Linked DNA regions of Mus musculus: region 2 is linked to region 1. A link is a contact called in public Hi-C data. All regions are on one chromosome and are shown on one strand. Each heading gives the region's core, a stretch centred on a gene start, on an enhancer-like site or on the middle of the called end of the contact. The rest is flanking DNA. Distances are from core to core; before and after follow the strand shown.

Region 1 (2,700 bases), core at 96-2,595:
GCAGTAGACGGCCGACACAAAACAACTCAGAAGCATCTTTGGAGGCTTCTTGTCTCGTAATGTCCTGATTAGGGCTTTTCCTCTTCTTCTTCTTCTTTTTTTTTTTTTAATTTTATCTTGTTTTTTATTTTTATTTTATTTTGTCTCCCCAACCCAGGTCCTTCGCATATATACTAGGTTTCCAGTTTATTGTTTTTGTTTTTTTTTTCTTATTGTTTTTGGTTTTTGAGGCAGTGTTTCTGTGTAGCCCTGGCTGTCCTGCAGCTCATATAGATTAGCTGGCTTCAAACTCAGAGATCTGCTTTACTCTGCCTCCTGTGTGCTGGGATTAAAAGTGTGTGCCACCACATCTGGCCAGTTTACTGGTTTTATGAGATTCTGAGTATGCAAATAACAAGTGGATCTATTTCTTATGCTTTTAATTTTTTTTGTGTGTGTGAAGAGCTCTTTTCTTCTGTTTTGTGTTTTGTCCTATTCCAATGTTAGCTTTGGTTTTATCTTATTATATTTTTTTACTATCCCTTAAAGGTCCCTTTGTTTTCTAATAAACAACAGAAATGGAATAGATCCAGCTGGGAAAGGAAGTGGGAAGGGCTGAGGAGGAGGAAGAAGAGGAAGAAGAGGAGGAGAGGAGGAGGAAGAAGAAGAGGAGGAGGAGGAGGAGAGAAAACTTTTATCAGGACACATTATGTGAGAAGATAATCTATTTTAAATAAAAAGGAAATGCCAAAATTAATTAATTAATTAATTAATTAATTAATTAATTAAAAACAAAAAATAAAAGTATATAATTCTCTGATTTTTCTTAAGCTTTCATCCTCTTTACATACATGCATGTGTGTATATGTCTGTATTTATTTTTCTATTGCTACTAGAACAAATCCTACAAACTCAGTGGCTTAAAACAATACATCTTTTTCAAAACTCTTACTGTTCTGTAGAATAGAAATCCAAAATAAATGTCGCTGGGCTAAAATCCACGAGATGGCAGGAGGCACTCTTCTGCAGGATCAGAGTTCTGAAGAATCTGTGTCTGCGCTTTTCCCAGCTATCTGAGACCCCCATGTTCTCACAGCCCCTTCCACCTTCAGAATCCTTCTGACCCTTCTCTGGCCACACTTCACACTCGCACATTGGCTGGGACAGGTTCCCTTCCCTTAAAGATTCCATTTCTTAGATACAATCTGTCTCCTTCTCTCCCCCGCCCCCAACCCAACCCCAGAATCTGAAGACATATAATCACACCTGTAAATTTCCATGTTGTTGAGGCTCAGGCAAAGATACCCTGGGATGGTGCTTTGATCCACTATCAGGCCTGAGAAGTTGCTCAGAATGCAGGTTCCTCTGACCTTGTCTGCTTTCTCTCCTGAGCACAGGAACAGGCTCACTCTGGAACTCACTTATCTGACCAAAGGGAGAAGTGCAATTGTCTTAAAAACCTCTCCCTAAGCATCCCATCAAATAACCAGGGAAGATTAACTACTGGGGACAGAGACTAGCCATCTCCACACCTCCTGCCCAGACAGCTTTTCCAGTTTTTCCTCTCTAGCACATGGATGAACTCCAGCGCTGAGCTGCACCTCCAGCCTCCCCACCCCCTTGCCTTTTCATCTATTCTTCTGAGGACAACTCCTGGAGATTGCTCAAGAGCCTTTATCTACCCACCCCGCCAACCTTTGTTCCTCTCGCACATTCCTTTCCCTACCTCTCCCACTGCTTGCTGACAACACCCTCCCCTCCCGAGGATTCCAAGCTTCTCCCTATCCGAGTCTCCTTTCTTCTCTACAGCTGGAGAATTATGAAAGACTTGACCATCAGATCCTTTAGAGGAGACTAATCCTTTGTTCTGGTTTTGCCCAGTCATACACTCCCTCCTCTGCTCCTTGCAGCAACACGGGACAGCCAGAGTAAGTTTGTTACTAAGACACATAAAGGCTTTTCCATGGCAGACACCATCCAGATTAAGTCTGGACTCTAGGCTTCTGTCCATTGTATATATCTTGGTTATCTCCTAAAGGAATGTGCCAGAAACAATCTACCAATGTCTACCAAACATTACTCAAAAGCAGACAGCATTAACAAGGATAACTGGCTTAAAAGAGAAGGTGCTCAGACTTGGGAGCCAAGTTGGTCTGAGTTCAATAAGGCTCTGCTATTTGTTGTACGAGAAGTGACTATCTGAAATCAAGCTGATCATTTTACATCTGACTCAGTTTTTCATCTGCACAATGGTACCATCATGCCAAATCCAGCAGGATGAAGTGAGAGGCCCTTTAAGAGTACCACATATCATGAAGTTCTAACTGAAAAGGAATCTTAGTTGAGAAATGGATGAAAGTCAATATTTCTTTGAAAGTCAACACAATTAATTAATGGGGACAGAACGCAGAGGTTTGTAGGAGTGGGTGAGTCACCGGGAAGAAGTGTGAGGAGACTGTTGTCTTTGAAGGCTTACAAGTGTATGCTTTCTTTATCAGAAAAGTATATATATATATATATAAAACAAATTTATCAGTACTCACTCAAAACTTACACATGTTGGATGTGTTACACTCCAATTATTTAAAAAAAAATTGAAGAGGAGAGAAGCAAAGGAGAAAAGAGTATTTTCCCAAAAAACACTTGGGAAGCTGGGAAGCTGGGTGGGTGAGGAAATCTTAGCTCGGGAGACAAGACAATGATCTCAGCTCTCTAACCCTG
Region 2 (2,790 bases), core at 173-2,672, 180 kb after region 1:
TTCAATTAACATATGAGTTTCAATTATGACCTTGAGGTACAAGATGAACGTGCCAGAGACATTTCCTTCTGTCTTTTAAAATAAATTGTATATGTTCCTGTCCAACGCTGAGCTAAGAACACCACCAAATCAGGCAGAACTCTACGCGAATGTGTCCAGGCTCTCTAAAGAAAACCCCCATGCTTCCTGTCTTTTATTTTTGTTAAATGATTTCCCTGCTTTCTGCTGGTAAGAAATATTTCCAAGTTTTTCTGTCTTGTCTGTTATGATGGCTATTCTTGGTAGACAAACTGACTACAAATTAACTAAGACCCAAAAAGTTGCATATACCTGTGAGAGATTTTTCTTAATTAAAACTTATGAAGTGGGAAGACGCTTCTGGGTCTTTTGAGGCGATAAGATCCACCTTTAATCTGGGCCACACCTTCTGGTGACAGTCCACATAAATAGAGAAGAAAGAAGCTCTCTCTCTCTCTCTTTCTCTCTCTCTCTCTCTCTGCCCTATCTTTGGTTAGCAAGTTCATTCCTTTAGAGCCTCCTTCTTTGAAAATGTGGTATACAGTGAAGCCCAGCTTAGACACGCAGCCTCATGGACTGAACTACTGGATTCTTCCAATTTTAGTTGCTAGACAGCACTTGTTGGTCTAGCTGGACCACAGCCTGCGAGCCGTTTTAATAAATCCCCTTTCTACATACAGAGAGGGAAAGAGACGCTCATTTTTATCATTTCTGTTCATCTAGAGAACCTTGACTAATACAGCTGCGTTTTCTCACCTTAACTCAGAAAAATGTTAGGAATAGTGTTCATAAACAACATTCTTCCTCGAACCATTTCTTTCTAATTATTCAAGTTACCGTGGAGACTACACTTATCATTAGTGTTAATTTGTCAAGAGATAGACCTGAATTTCAGGAAGAAAACTCCTATAGGGATGGATCCACCATCCAGCCTTCTTGTGGGAGAAACACATTTCATTGTGTTTGTGATGTGGTTCCAGGTTTTCTCTCAGGATTGTCCAGTGTACCTTTGCCAGCCAGGTAGAACGTAGCTGTAGCTCACCTGACCTCACCGTGAACCCACAGAACAAACATTTGTTTTCTAAAATCTCCTTAATTATTAATATCGTGGGCACCCTTCCACTTGTGGGACAGGAGAAACACTCCACTCCACATTTTGTAATGTGCTATTTAAACTAGCTACCTTGTGTCAAGGAGGAAAAGGGGAAAGTGCCTACCACGCAAGGAAAGATAGAAGTGAAGCTACCTCAGGTCAAGAGCAAGGACTCCTGAAATGCAAATATCTGCAACAGGAAATACTGTTCTGTGCTGTTCCTTAAACTCCAACGCCAAAGGAGGGACTCTTGTCACTCAGGCCTCATCAGCCAATGAGAACCTGCAGTCGGAGCGTCATCGGGGAGGCGGGCTCTTCCGGGCGCCAGGCTCCAGGCTCCGTTCCGAAGCTGGGAAAATGCAAGCGGTTCTTTGCGTGTAACAGGATCTGTGAGGGGTGCACGCGAGCTTGGAAGCCACGCTATGGTGAGCAAGGGACCGCAGTCTTGGGAGAAGTGGGCTGCTGAGCCTCGGCATCCCTTTTGGTAGGCTACCCTTGGACTGGATGGAAGCTAGTGGGCCAGATGTGGAGTTGTATGAAGTCCCATGCGGTCTCTGTAGTTCCCTGTACCAAAGTGGTGACCTCTGAAGAACTTCACCCTGTGGGCAGCGTCTGTGTAGAGCTTTGGGGACATGGTGTGTGCGTAGAAACATCTTTGTAGCCAACATCACCGTGCTTCTTGTGCATCAGAGGACGGCAGGTTGCCGTTTTAGTTTAGCTAGCATCTCTAGAATTTCTGTTCTTCGGATTTCACATTTGGAGTTAATTTTGTGGGTATTGTGCATGGAATCTTATGTGTTGGTAGCACTCCACTATTTTGCTGAGATGATAATGCAAAGGATTTACCAATGCTTCGGAGAGAATAAGTCACACAGAGTAGAGTTTAGCTAAAGGTGGGCTGCCTCTGAAACACCCAAAGATATAGTGTATTAATGAGGTCTGTAAGAGATGAAGTGCTAGATACGCATGTTTGTTCACCAGGATTGTCTAGACATTTGGCTCCAACCATAAGGAAGGAGACAACCCTGATCTTAAACAGCCGCTAGACCGATGCCCTTAAGAAGTGGCAGGAGACCAAGAAGCTGCTCAAAGGAGCAGGTAGGGTCATGTAACCAACATTAAGGCCTGGTGTGCCATAAAAGTCCTGTTTTCTTCTTAGGCAGTGGCTGCTTTCTATGGATCCTCTTATATAGATGCAGCCAGTTGTCCTTTTGTTAGCAAGCCAGACAGCAGTATGGTCTTCACTGTAGCAGCATCAAGATCTCGGCCTGCCTGCTGTGGGCCTCTGCGTTTATTAGTTATAAGGAGCCGTCACATCATTACTACATTATCTGCTACACACAGCGCTGACCTGAGCTGGAGAGCTGACCTGAGCTAGCTGCTCCTCAGCTTAACACCCAGCTCAGTCCTCTTCTAACTTCTTAGTGTGCTCTCTATGATTTCCCACCCCAGCTTTTATCTTTTCTCCTTTATACTTTTATAATCTTTCTCAGTCTGGCATATTCACCTAGGGACCCTGACACTGAAGAATGGTCTACTGTTCCAGGATACTGGTGTACTTAAGAAATAGTCCTGGGAATACTTTGTTGTGTAAGCCTCTCTTCTGCCTAAGTAACCACTTAGCAACTTAAAATTGGACTCTCCTGTCTCTATGTGAATTGTTCAGCGTGTAACCTGGG

What was found. A called contact is a pair of places that touch in the nucleus more often than the background predicts.
Region 2: a Hi-C map of embryonic stem cells shows a contact between it and region 1, with 5 times the contacts expected there. The contact joins the promoter of Zfp930 here to the enhancer-like site in region 1. A contact is called at or near these places in 2 of 39 promoter capture datasets (the C10 cell line and macrophages), 3 of 15 datasets of contacts at CTCF or cohesin (the NIH/3T3 cell line, embryonic stem cells and pro-B cells), 59 of 484 Hi-C or Micro-C datasets (B cells, the BV-2 cell line, the Ba/F3 cell line and 30 more), 15 of 115 datasets of contacts at active chromatin or transcription factors (bone marrow-derived dendritic cells, embryonic stem cells, epiblast stem cells and 4 more) and 3 of 9 other capture datasets (adipose tissue, embryonic stem cells and pancreatic islet).

What each region holds. Positions count from the first base shown.
Region 1 is chr8:69,026,261-69,028,960 of GRCm38.p6, forward strand. No RefSeq gene overlaps it. Among named protein-coding and RNA genes, the nearest start is that of Gm33103, 25 kb to the left of the region's middle. Within about 2 kb of position 1,346, at least 43 of the 459 cell types and tissues checked have an H3K27ac peak or open chromatin away from gene starts, as enhancers often do. A contact at or near this core is called in differentiating embryonic stem cells, embryonic stem cells, extraembryonic endoderm stem cells and 2 more, where this site is marked.
Region 2 is chr8:69,207,624-69,210,413 of GRCm38.p6, forward strand. Zfp930 (zinc finger protein 930) reads left to right here and starts at 1,423. Exons shown (of 4, transcript NM_001013379.2): 1 at 1,423-1,536. The coding sequence starts at 1,534. Gm39188 (a long non-coding RNA gene) reads right to left here and starts at 1,374. Exons shown (of 2, transcript XR_870488.3): 1 at 1,236-1,374.